2 separate regions of the Hordeum vulgare genome follow, and region 1 is linked to region 2. Evidence: chromatin contacts called from public Hi-C data. All regions are on one chromosome and are shown on one strand. The core of a region is the stretch at or near the end of the contact, and the rest is flanking DNA. Distances in the headings are between cores, read along the strand shown. Region 1 holds the start of LOC123401878. Region 2 holds the start of LOC123405972 (small nuclear ribonucleoprotein SmD1a).

The links. Hi-C and Micro-C count contacts between places; a contact is called where the count stands out from the background.
Region 1: a Hi-C map of seedling shows a contact between it and region 2, with 2.5 times the contacts expected there. The contact joins the promoter of LOC123401878 here to the promoter of LOC123405972 in region 2. A contact is called at or near these places in 2 of 6 Hi-C or Micro-C datasets (leaf and seedling) and 1 of 1 datasets of contacts at active chromatin or transcription factors (embryo).

What each region holds. Positions count from the first base shown.
Region 1 is chr6H:310,668,533-310,675,108 of MorexV3_pseudomolecules_assembly, reverse strand. LOC123401878 reads left to right here and starts at 1,937. Exons shown (of 1, transcript XM_045095733.1): 1 at 1,937-2,984. The coding sequence starts at 2,299. The coding sequence ends at 2,694.
Region 2 is chr6H:310,500,780-310,507,905 of MorexV3_pseudomolecules_assembly, reverse strand. LOC123405972 (small nuclear ribonucleoprotein SmD1a) reads left to right here and starts at 4,575. Exons shown (of 4, transcript XM_045099480.1): 1 at 4,575-4,733; 2 at 4,851-4,927. The coding sequence starts at 4,720.

The sequences.
Region 1 (6,576 bases), core at 688-3,187, 170 kb before region 2:
ACTATCTTTTACTTTCATGTATTCACTTTTATCCAAGAGTCAAATAATGTTTATCACTATTTCTACCTATTAATTATCTAGTTGACAAACATCATGTGTTGGGAAAGGTCTATATCAGAATATATAAGGTAACACTGTTTTGATCATATATCAGAATAGTTATTCTGATCCCAATGGGCCCGTATATAGACGCGATGAGGTGTTTCTCGATCACCCGAAGTTCTCGAAAAAGAAAAAAACTTTACCTCGCTCCACGTCCACCTAAGAGCAACTCTAGCAGACCCCACATCCCGCCGGCCCGCAAAACGGGTTTGTAGTTCGCGCAAAACAGCTTTTGCGGGCTGGCTCAGGCTGGCACAGATGCAGACTCCCAAACGGATCCGTAAAAAAGTATATTCGTGGAGTATATTTTTTTTCGGCTCGGCTTTGCGGGGTCTGCTCTTTGCGCCGCTGCATCCCGCATATTATCAGCCCGCAACTATCAAATACAACATAATTCAACAATCGAAAACAAACTGAATTATTCGAATCAAACATAATACAATAATCATCTGCATTACAAATAATTATTCAAATAACCGTAGAAAACTTAAATAGTGCAATACAAAACTTGTCATGAATACAAATACAAATGAATACAAAAATAAGTCATTGTCCAGCCATTTGCCAATGGTGCTTAATGAGATCTTCCTGAAGTTGAAAGTGGGTGTCTGCATTTTCAATCTCCTTTGCCAATGGTGCTCAACGAGACTTGCCACAATACATTCCTTGCCAAGCCTTGGGGCAACTTTTCCAACTTCAATGCATACAATCAATGCTACCTAGCATGCCAGGCCAACCTTTCCTCTCATTAGATGCCATCAATTTATTTGTGTCATCTTCATTGGGTGCCCGAAGATACTCAGGACCGAAGACACGGATGATCACTTTCGCAAATCTACGCATAGAATCAATTGTGCTATCGTCACCAATGCGAAGATACTCATCGGCATAGTCAGCCGGAACGCCATATGCAATCACCCGCATAGCTGCGGAGATTTTTTGATATGCACTAAATCCCTTTAAGCCCGCGGCATTCCTTCTTTGAGTAAAATACCGGCAATTTGCCTCGCAAGCTTGAACAAGTTTCACAAAGAGGGATCGGCGTATTCGGTACCTTCTCCGGAAGAGGTGCGGAGGATATGTAGGATTCTCCGTGAAATAGTCTTGCATCAACATCTCGTTCCCAAGATGGCGATTCCGAGGAATGCACAAACGCCCGACAGTCGATCCTCGCCTCCTCTTCCGGTGCTCGTCTTCATGCTTCTTCACGACAAGCGCCATGAGTAATGCTTGTTGCCGAAAGTTCGCAAGCATGGTCTCAACATCCGAGTCGTCCGAATCGGACGAATCGGATAGTAAGAACTTCTCGCACGGGGCCAACTCCATCTTCTCGCACAGCTCGCAAAAATCACAAAAAATGAACTAACCGGTGGCGGGTGATCTCGGACGGCGACAAGGGGGTGCGCTCGACGATGGTCGATCCCCGGTGGCAGCGGCGGCAGGGGGGCTCTTCTCGCCGGATCCGGAGGGGCGGTGCAGCGGCTCGCCTACAGATATGGCCGGAATCGCCGGCGGCGGGCGGGCGGAAGCAAGGGCGGACGACGACGGAAGGAGGGGAAAAAGAGCGCGGGCTGAAATGTCCCTCCCGCCAATTGATTTTCTGTGATGCAGGGCACCGCAGCCGCAAGGGGGAAACCAGCGTTTTTCTGGATTGGTGTCGGGAATTTGCCGCGTCCCATAAAAATTTTTGCGGACCGGGACGAAATACGGGGTCTGGTTGAACAGGTTTTTCGGTCCGTACCCACATTTTGAGGGTTATTTTGCGGCTCGAGTATGCGGGATGGGCTAGATTTGCTCTAATCCACTCTCGGCGCTCACCTTATCCCGCATCCTGATCCTCCCCGAGCAACCTCCCGTCGCTGTCTCCCTGGCTTCGGCGGGCCTCCCGCCGCCGCCCCCTCGGCCCCTTCCCGCCGCCACCTACGCCGGCACCTAAGCACCTCCGCCGCCGACCATCCGTACCACGACGCGCCTCCGTCACCCCGGCTCCGACACACCTCCATCTGTCGTCGTTGCCCACCGGAAATCCGCGGCCGCCGCCACCGACAACCTCTTCCGCGGCCGCCCACCAGAAACACCAGGCACCTCCACATCCTACCGGATCCCACCGGATCCCACCGGCGAAGCTAGCCCCGACAAACTCCCGCGTTCCTCCTCTTGCCGCTGCCCTGGAGAGGACCCTCCCGAGCCTGCGTAATGGTGGAGCTCTCCTGTCCAAGTGGGTCTTATCCACGCATGCCCTTCTTCGTCACCCCGCTGGCCAGGATCCCCACCCCACGCTGTCCTGGCCGGCCACATCGACCTTCTCACGGGGGCCACCTTGACCTTCTCGAAGGAAGGTTCATCCATGGAGCGGCCGAGTCGTACCTGGCTCGCCACGCACCTCCGCCCTCTGTCACCAAATACACTGCCACCGCATGGAGCTTCCAGCACACCGCCTCGACCTACCTTTCCAGTGCCAAGCTTCCATTATGCGTCGTCGGCTACCACTCACGACAGTGTGGCTACTTCCCTCCCCGTTGTGATAGCAGCGAGCGGCCGCTCGTCCGTTCGTCTGCTCTTGGCTCGTTGTATTTGGAAAAGTTCAGATAAACTAACTGAACTCATGTGCTGCTTCGTCTAAAATACGATTTGTGCTACTGATTACTAAAAAGTTCAGCAAATGATTTCCCAACAATCAGAAGTTCAGGTCGCTATGTGTTGATAGTATGAGCCATTTTCAGATCAGGGATATGTTCAACAGTACTGAATTTTAGTCCAGGCTTTTGGGTTCTGCCCTTTCTGTGGCACCATTAATTTCCATATATATGTGGGCAAAAGTAGTATCTTCTTGCAAGTTCGGAAAGAATAAGAAATGGAGTTCAACGTGATCTAGGGGAAAATATATTTGAGTCCTAACAAAGTTCAGTGCAGTTTGAAAACAGAATGGTCGATAGGGAGGGCCTGTAAGCAACTGCCTTAACAGGCATGATAATTTGCATTGTACAAAAATACTTCTTGATTGTGCCACTGTAGAGTAGTTGCCACTGGATACCCATGGCCAATGGCGCTGGATAATTAGCGCTGAACGACTTGCAATCTAGAAGAAAGTTGCGCCCAGAGCCCGTGGAGATCTAGTATGTTGTGCACTTGGTCGTGATGTCTCCTGGAGCTTCAAATTTGTGACCCTGGTGCGTTTTCTTCTTTTTTTTGATGTGCATTTTGATGCATAATTTATCACTGGATGTCCATGGCGTGTGCACAGTATGTGTTTGTGCTAATTCCCGACAAGTTCCTTCATGTACTTCATGGTGATGGATAGAGAGGTCCACTATTCACTTATATAGAAGTTCAAATTTAAATTAAAACGGCTAAATGTTTATGAAAGCCACTTTAGTAACTCTTTATTAAAAGTGTATTAGCGTTGTACGTAGCACTGTAGCAGTAGCGGCATTTGTACGTGTGTGAAATGTGTACGGTAGTTGTGAATTGCATGCGGCCTCCTACACAATCAAATTGGTTCCCTGTACTTTTTTGGATGAATTTCGTGATGTAGTTGGCTTTGGAGTGCAGCAATGAGGTATGGATGCAGTTGGTGATGCAGCTATGGCTATTGTGTGTGATGCTGCTACTATGTCAACAAATAGAAGTTCAAATTTAAAAAGATAGTCCAGATTAGATATCCGGTTTTCCATGTTATTAAAAAGATAGAAGTTCACTACTTATTAAAAACGGATTTTCCATGTTTCCCCAATAAAAGGAATGGTCAGATATCTGGTTTCGTTTTTTTTCATTTTAAATGGCAAATTAAAAAATGTATCAAGAAAGCAAAAACAAAAGAAGGTCAAACTAAACTAACACAGAAGTACAATGTTTTAAACCTTTATGTTTCTAAAAAAATAGGAAGTTCAAAATAAAATAATGAACTTTAAAAAGTGGATTTTCCCTTTTCAAAAACAAAACCAAGAAGTTCAAATTAAAATAACACAAGGGTTTCATGTTCTTAAAAAAGATTTTTTCTTATATCTAGAAAGTAAAACCAAGAGTACAAAATTATCGGTATTTTTTCATTTCTACAAATAAATTAAAATTTAAAAAGAAAGTGGAGGAGGTCCAATGTTTATTACAAAACTAGGATATTTCAATGCTAAGAAAAATAAACCAAGAAGTTCAAATTACAAAAATAGAGAAGTTCGATATTTATAAAAAACTTAGATTTTCCTTATTACTAAAGAATAAAAATGAAGAAGTTCAAAAAATAAAGGAGTAGTTCGATGTGAACCGGAAACTCAAATTATTTTCGTTTCTAAGAAAAATAAAACTACAAGTTCAATTTTAAGAAATGGTTGGTGCTTCCTTAATAACATATTTACCTCCTAAGAATATGACTAAGAACTTCAAATTAAAATAATACAGAAGTTCGAAGCATGTAAAAACCTCAAAAAAAAGATCTTTACTAAAGAAAAAAATGAGAAGTTGAAATAAAAAAGGCCGAGAAGTCAAATTGAAATAACAGAGAAGTTCGAAGTATGTAAAAACTCAGATTTTTTTTTTTGCATTACTAAAGAGTAAAATGAAGAAGTTAAAATAAAAAATCTGAGAAGTTCAAATTAAACTCGGTAAATTCTTTACACGAAAAACATATCAATTTTATTTTCCCTATTTATAAAATAAATACATAGAAGTTCAAAATAAAAAAGCTCAAAAATTAAAATTAAAATAATGGAGTAGTTCGACGTGTATAGCACGATTTTTTCTCTTTGCTAAACTAGGAAAAAAGTGAGAGCTGCAAACAAAAACGTGAGAGAAGTTAATGTTGAAAACAGCAAGAAGTTCGAGTACTACAAGAAATGTGTTTCACGTGAGAATGAAAGAATAGAAAAATAAATGCTTAAAAGGTTTGTTGAAAGAAGTTCACCCCGAGGAAGTTCAAATATTATCGCGAGAGAGGTTCACCTTGTATTTCCATGTTTAAAAGCAAAAAAATGAAATTGTTTTTTGTGTTCTGAAATAACTCACTCAATCCACAAAGAAGTTTAGCTATTATCTGGGAGCAATTCGGTTTAAAAAAAGAAACTGAAAAAAATAATTATAAAAATAGAGAAAGTTCACGTACTACATGGTGTGTGTTTAATATGAGAAAATTGAATAAAAAGCCAAGGTCCAAATTTTTGTTGCTATAAGTTCAAGTCATTGGTGGGAGAAAGTTAATGAAATTATTGTGGAAGAGGTTTGTACAAAAGGAATAATAGAGTGAAGTTTAAGTAGACAAAGCTGGGAAGTTCTTCACGCGGTGCATTTCTGAAGAATTTGTTTCACGAAAAAGGCAGAACGCATGATCTCGCTATTTTCGAAATTGCTTGAGAACGGCTAGGAATCAGAGAAAACCATCTACATGAAAAAGTCTTGCATTTCCGTAGCTTTTGAACAGTTTATAATTTACCCCATTCTGATAAAGTTTGTAAAAACTACGACCAAAAAATGTTTTTATCCATTTTTAAAACTGATTTAAAACCGTAATGAATTGAAAAAAAATCTACATATAGAAGTGTCGCATTTGTTCAAGCTTTCGAACCACATATAATTTGCTCCATTCCGAGAAATCGTTGAGCAATTAACACGAAAAGCAATTAACACGAAAATACGAACTCGGGACAACTTGTGTCGTATTCTAAGTTACTTTTAAACTGTTCATAGTTAGAAGAAACTTTTTATATGAAAAACTACGTATTTCCAGAATCTTTCCAACGACATATCATTTGCGTCGATCGGACTAGCCATTTTCAAATTAACGCCGAAATATGAACCCAGCTGTTCGGTATCAGAAATTCCGCCATTTTTAAATTTTCTCTTTAACCGTATGGAATTTGGAAAAACTTTCAACGTGTGAAATGAGGGGATTTGCAGCAGCTATTCAACACCATCTCATTTTCCTCATTCTGACAAATGATTTAAAAATAGGATCAAAAATACGATTCACGTTTTTTGTATGAACAAAAACGATTTTCAAAACTGCTCTTAAACCATGAACATTTTGACAAACATTCAACCTAGGTTGTTACCAGGGCGTCCGTAGCTTTCAAACGGTGTACCGCAAGCCCAATTTGGAGAATATTACCAGTGTGAGTGGATGGAGTGTTACGAGCAAAAAACAACACGTGGAAAACCGAAGTTAAAGTGGGCATGGTGAGAAGGTCAAGTTCTTCACATGGTGCACTTTTTAAGGATGTGTTTCACGAAAAAAGGCACAACGCATGATCTCGCTGTTTTCGAGATTGCTTAGAAATGGCTAGGAATCCCATAAAACTATCTACATGAAAAAGTTTCGCATTTTCCATAGCTTTTGAACTGTATATTATTTGCCACATTTCAATAAAGTTTGTAAAAACTACGGTAAAAAAATGTTTTGAGCTATTTTGAAAACTGACATAAAACCATAAGCAATTGTAAAAAACAATCTACATATAATTTTTTCCCCATTTTCTCAAGCTATCC
Region 2 (7,126 bases), core at 3,326-5,825:
ACGAGATTGAGTAAGACTCAGTGCCCAGCAACTGATGAAGATAGAGAGCATATGCGCTCCGTCCCCTATGCTTCAGCCATAGGTTCTATCATGTATGCGATGTTGTGCACTAGACCGGATGTTAGCCTGGCCATAAGTATGGCAGGTAGATTCCAGAGTAATCCAGGAGTGGATCACTGGACGGCGGTCAAGAATATCCTGAAGTACCTGAAAAGGACTAAGGAGATGTTTCTCGTGTATGGAGGTGACGAAGAGCTCGCCGTAAAAGGTTACGTCGATGCAAGCTTTGACACAGATCTGGACGACTCTAAGTCACAAACCGGATACGTATTTATTCTTAATGGGGGTGCAGTAAGCTGGTGCAGTTCCAAGCAAAGCGTCGTAGCAGTTTCTACATGTGAAGCGGAGTACATGGCTGCCTCGGAGGCGGCTAAGGAGGGTGTCTGGATGAAGCAGTTCATGACGGATCTTGGAGTGGTGCCAAGTGCACTGGATCCAATAACCTTGTTCTGTGACAACACTGGTGCCATTGCCTTAGCAAAGGAACCAAGGTTTCACAAGAAGACCAGACACATCAAACGACGCTTCAACCTCATCCGCGACTACGTCGAGGAGGAGGACGTAAATATATGCAAAGTGCACACGGATCTGAATGTAGCAGACCCGCTGACTAAACCTCTTCCACGGCCAAAACATGATCGACACCAGAACTGTATGGGTGTTAGATTTATTACAATGTAATTCACATGGTGATGTGAGGGCTAGATTATTGACTCTAGTGCAAGTGGGAGACTGTTGGAATTATGCCCTAGAGGCAATAATAAATGCATAGTTATTATTATAATTCCTGTATCAAGATAATAGTTTATTATCCATGCTATAATTGTATTGAATGAAGACTCATTTACATGTGTGGATACATAGACAAAACACCGTCCCTAGCATGCCTCTAGTTGGCTAGCCAGTTGATCGATGATAGTCAGTGTCTTCTGATTATGAACAAGGTGTTGTTGCTTGATAACTGGATCACGTCATTAGGAGAATCACGTGATGGACTAGACCCAAACTAATAGACGTAGCATGTTGATCGTGTCATTTTGTTGCTACTGTTTTCTGCGTGTCAAGTATTTATTCCTATGACCATGAGATCATATAACTCACTGACACCGGAGGAATGCTTTGTGTGTATCAAACGTCGCAACGTAACTGGGTGACTATAAAGATGCTCTACAGGTATCTCCGAAGGTGTTAGTTGAGTTAGTATGGATCAAGACTGGGATTTGTCACTCCGTGTGACGGAGAGGTATCTCGGGGCCCACTCGGTAATACAACATCACACACAAGCCTTGCAAGCAATGTAACTTAGTGTAAGTTGCGGGATCTTGTATTACGGAACGAGTAAAGAGACTTGCCGGTAAACGAGATTGAAATAGGTATGCGGATACTGACGATCGAATCCCGGGCAAGTAACATACCGAAGGACAAAGGGAATGACATACGGGATTATACGAATCCTTGGCACTGAGGTTCAAACGATAAGATCTTCGTAGAATATGTAGGATCCAATATGGGCATCCAGGTCCCGCTATTGGATATTGACCGAGGAGTCTCTCGGGTCATGTCTACATAGTTCTCGAACCCGCAGGGTCTGCACACTTAAGGTTCGACGTTGTTTTATGCGTATTTGAGTTATATGGTTGGTTACCGAATGTTGTTCGGAGTCCCGGATGAGATCACGGACGTCATGAGGGTTTCCGGAATAGTCCGGAAACGATGATTGATATATAGGATGACCTCATTTGATTACCGGAAGGTTTTCGGAGTTACCGGGAATGTACCGGGAATGACGAATGGGTTCCGGGAGTTCACCGGGGGGGGCAACCCACCCCGGGGAAGCCCATAGGCTTTGGGGAGACACACCAGCCCTTAGTGGGCTGGTGGGACAGCCCCAAGGGGGCCTATGCGCCAAGAGAAAGAAATCAAAGGAAAAGGAAAAAGAAAAAAAGAGGGAAGAAGTGGGAAGGGAGGGGGACTCCTCCCACCAAACCAAGTCCAACTCGGTTTGGGGGGGGGAGTCCTCCCCCCCTTGGCTCGGCCGACCCCTTGGGAGTCCCTTGGACCCCAAGGCAAGGTCCCCCTCCCTCCTCCTATATATATGGGGCTTTTAGGGCAGATTTGAGACGACTTTCTCACGGCTGCCCGACCACATACCTCCATAGTTTTTCCTCTAGATCGCGTTTCTGTGGAGCTCGGGCGGAGCCCTGCTGAGACGAGATCATCACCAACCTCCGGAGCGCCGTCACGCTGCCGGAGAACTCTTCTACCTCTCCGTCTCTCTTGCTGGATCAAGAAGGCCGAGATCATCGTCGAGCTGTACGTGTGCTGAACGCGGAGGTGCCGTCCGTTCGGTACTAGATCGTGGGACTGATCGCGGGATTGTTCGCGGGGCGGATCGAGGGACGTGAGGACGTTCCACTACATCAACCGCGTTCTCTAACGCTTCTGTTGTACGATCTACAAGGGTACGTAGATCGCTCATCCCCTCTCGTAGATGGACATCACCATGATAGGTCTTCGTGCGCGTAGGAAAATTTTTGTTTCCCATGCGACGTTCCCCAACAGAGGCTACCGAGGTCGCACTCGACGGGGCACTCGCTCTTCGCGGCGGCGGCGGCGGCCGCCGAGCGGAGCGACCACGAGAGGTTCACGCTGCGGCTGCCGCACCACGTGAGGGAGCAGGTGCTCAGGTCGCGTCGCCTGCGCCACGCCACCAGCCTGATCGACCTCGCCGGAGCGAGCCCCGAAGGGAGCGTGCGCGCAGGCCGGCCCGCGCGCAGGGGAGGCAGCTTCGGCAACGCCGGCGGCGGGCGGCGGTGGCAGGCGTTCCTGGCGAGGACGATGTCGTGGGCCCGACGGGGAGGCGACGGGTCGGTGCGAAAGGGGTGGGACGGGTCCATGCGGAGGGGAAGGGACGATCCCTAGTCGAGCAAAAAGGGGGCTGCTTCACCGGCGGTGGTGCGGCCATGATGAACTCCACGCCGCCACCGGAACTGCGGCGCAGACCTTGACTGTAAAAAATGCGTGTAATTTGATTATTTTTTAGCTTGTGCGTCAGTTTTATATCTCTTGCAGATGAGAATGAGATGACATGCTGCTCTTTTTTGAAAACATCATTTTTTGTTTAGGTTTTTTTTCTTCGCGGGGTATTTTTTGTTTAGATTAGAAGAGCTTTTGTTAAGAGACGCTATTAGTGGGAAGAGCATTTGGCTAGCTGCGAGCGTGAGCGGTAAGGCAGAGCAAATTGCGCCGCTCGTGATTGATGCCTCTTCAATCATTACGGCCCGTCCGTCGTTCTTTGTGAGATTCCTGTTTTTGGTTGGGCGTCGGTCGATCTTCTCCTTTTCTTGTCTTTTGTATTCCACTGTCTCCCTCGTGATCGATTTAGTATACAAGTAAGAATTGAAAGGAAGATTCATTCATGTGTGAACAACTGGGAGGAGGTTCTTGCACTGCTTAAGAAATCAACGGATAAGTTTCGCGACACAAAAAAAAATTTGCAGCTCGATTTAGTATGTTGTGTGTGTTTCAATATTTTTGCAGCTATATATATATACTAAAATTTTAATATTAAAAGTAATTTATAAACTATTCGGTTAGTCGTGCGTTGCACGTGCATGCTAACTAGTATAGTAATATAGCAAAATCACTAGTTAAGCGGTACCTTTGCAAAGATCACTTCCACCTTTTTAGGTTATGACAAATAGCACCCTTGTCGCAACTAGTGAGTTTTCTCATTTTTCTTAGATTCATTTATTCAAAACGCCTTATCTCTTAAATCATGCGCTCAAATTTGGAACCGTTTCATCCTTGGATTTCTCGCCTCAAAATCTTCAAAACTAAGTCCCATGTTAATAGATTTCTATGAACTGTTTCTAACGAAAAAACCCAGAAAAATCAGAAGCAATAAAATCGAGCCGGAAGCACGACCCTCACCTTTTTTTCTGTCTCTCGTGAAAGTAAATATGTGCCTCCACGAGAGGCAAATGTGCCAGAAAAAAAATTGTTTTTTTTCCTTTTTTAAAAGACAATTTTTTATCATGAAAGCAAACACGTGCCTCTTGATAAAAAACATCTTATTCATTTTTCCAAGGCACTATTATGCCTCTCGCTAAAGCAAAAAATATATATATTCCTTTTCCAAGAAACACACCTAAATTTTGTGCATCCACATTAATAAATCTATGCCATCATGGGAGTAAAATGACGAATATGTGTATTCTTCTTTATCAGAGGCACACCTATATGCCTTTTACGAAAATAAATTTATGCCTCTTATGAAAAAAGAGAGTAAAAAATCAACTCATTTTTCTCTCAAAAACCTAGAAAATATTGGTAAACCAAAAAGCAAAAAGAGAACAATATCTAACATCTGAAAATAAGTAAAATAAATTTTAAAAAAAACGCCCAGCATGCGACACCTGACACCGGCTGAGCGTCGCTTGACGCGCTGGCAGCAAGTGACCTTTGAGGGCCCCGTAATGTAGGTCCTGGAGTTGTCCCAGAAGGTACCGAATCCGATAGCTCCGGCCCAGTTAAGCCCAGGTCGAAGTCTCGCCCAGATCGGGGGTTTATGTCTCCTTCCCCGCTGAGAAAAGAAGCAGCTCGTGGCAGCTCCCTGCAAAAACCCTAGCTTTACCTCCGCCACCAAGCGCCTCCACGATGAAGCTCGTCAGGTAACCAGTGCTCCTTGTTCGAGCTTTTTTCTCGGATTCGGTTTCTATTTCCCTGGAATTTACTGATTCGTCCGGTGCAATTTTTGCCCAAATTGGTGCGAATTTGGGTACCTGCAGATTCTTGATGAAGCTGAACAACGAAACGGTGACCATCGAGCTGAAGAATGGCACCACCGTCCACGGCACCATCATCGGTATGATGCGCTGCGATCTTGGAGAACAAGATTTTGTGTGTGCGTTGCCGTGTTGGCCGGGGTGGGGGGGAGGGGGCGTTCTTGACTGAGGTGGTGGGTTCTTCACTTTTTGGTTCGATGCATTTGGTGACGGCGCCAGCGAGGTGTCGCCTGTTTGTTATGGATTCTGTACAAGTCACTTGATTTTCTGTGCAACGCCTCTGTGTCATCATTCGAATCCATGGAGATAGCAGGGCTGTTTGTTGGTCTGCCATGTCAAACTAGTGTGCGATTGAGCCTTCCTTTTAATCGAATCCTGTAGCTGTATGTGTTTTTTTTGTTAAGCATTTTACGTGTTTCTCTTAATTTCGCATCTATTCGTAGTTTACTTACTCATGTTACTAGTAATAGAAGTAGGAAATTCTGATGGGAATTGTTTGATTAATTTCTCGCAGTATCCCGATTTCAGTAGGTAATGTTGCTTATGCCGTGGTAAACCCAACATAGATTGGATAACCGTTGAGAAACGAGAAGAGGTTGATGACCAGATGATTAGGTTACTGAATGTAGAAATCGAAATGTTAAGGAGAGTATCAAATGAAACCTAAAATGTACTCCCTCCGTTCACAAATATATGTTGTTCTAACTTTTTCCATGTTTTGACATTCGGAGGAATATGATGAACCTCACTCCGGAGGGAATATTTTCTTACTGAATTACTTTTTTCATGTTTTGAATCCCTGGTGGAATATATTAGGTTTTGCAGGAAAACTGTAGGTGGACAGTTTTCCATGCCTGAGTAAGCTTTAATCTTGTGTATTTGACATTCACTTTATAGAATTACTTATGTTAAATAAACTCAGCCTGTGCTAGCTGTACTTTCCTTCATGTTGCCACATTCTTGGTTCTGTAAATGTTTTCATGGTTGATTGTTTAGTCTTGTTGTCCACGTTCATTTAAAGTTACATACTCTTGAAGTTGAGACTGCAGCATATATAGGTTCCATAGTCCTTGTATACGCCTGTCTAATGGACATGATAAATCTGGTGACTGAGAGCATGTTAAATCATTTTATAGATTTAATTGTGTTTGTTAAGATATTAAGCTAATTAATTGAAATGTGTTCTGGAAATGTAGTTCTGTTGCAGTAAAAATGCTAAGAAAATAATGTTTCTGGTAGAAACTAGGGTTCTATCGGGTCTTGGCCGGAGGTTGTAGGGGAAGGAGGGAAGTTGGCGTGGTCGCCGGCGCGTGGGCGCCGTCTTGCACGGAGGAGGAGGAGGCTGCGATGGGAGCGGCGGTTAGGGTTAGGGCATCGGCTCCTAGTTGGAGCCGATCAAAATAGATTGATCTTTGCTTAATCTCAAAAGTGCTGATTACATGACTATATATAAGTTCCCTAGGCTATAATAAACTGGGCTAAGCCCCTAATATTATTAAGATAACCGGCCAGTTTGGCTAACTGGGCCTCTGGTCATAACATTTCTCCCCGCCTGCGCAAACAGCTCGTCCTCGAGCTGGACGTCTAGAAAATGTTGGCGGAACTCCTTGAGCTGCTCCCAAGGTGCCTCCGGAGGGTTGAGCTGGTCCGAAGTACGTCGTGCATCAAGGCCTGGAATGTCGCCGGCGCATTGGAGAGACCGAAAGGCATCACCAAAAACTCGAAGTGGTCGTGATGGTAGCGAGAACGCAAGTCGAGCGTAGGGAATAAGCGTGGGCCTGGCTGCTCTTCCCGGAGCTCCTCCACGACCGGTATAGGAAAATTGACCCTCGTCGTCGTGGCAGTGAGAGCACGGTAATCGAGGTAGAAACGCCACGAGCCCTCGGGCGGTAAAAGGTCGCCGTGTCGCTGCAGGAGATGAGCCAATAGGGGCGACTCGGAGGCTGCTATGGCGGTCGACAACTGAGAGGGAACTACTGGAGAAGTGCCACCCTCGCCCTTCCACTGCACCATGCGCCCTTGACGCCAGAAAGTCATGGTTAGTGCGTCGAAGTCCCAAAGGATGGGTCCGAGCGTCCGCAAGAAGTCGACGCCCAGGATGAAGTCGTAGTCGCCCAAGTGGATGCCGACGCACGTGATGGCGAAGGACTCGTCGTCGATGAGGATGGGAACCCGTTGCGCAATTCTGTGGCAGCGAAGACGGTCACCGTTAGCCACGGTAACTCGAAGCTGCTCGCCGCCCGTCGGCTGGAGGGCCAGGCGACACATAGTAGACGCGG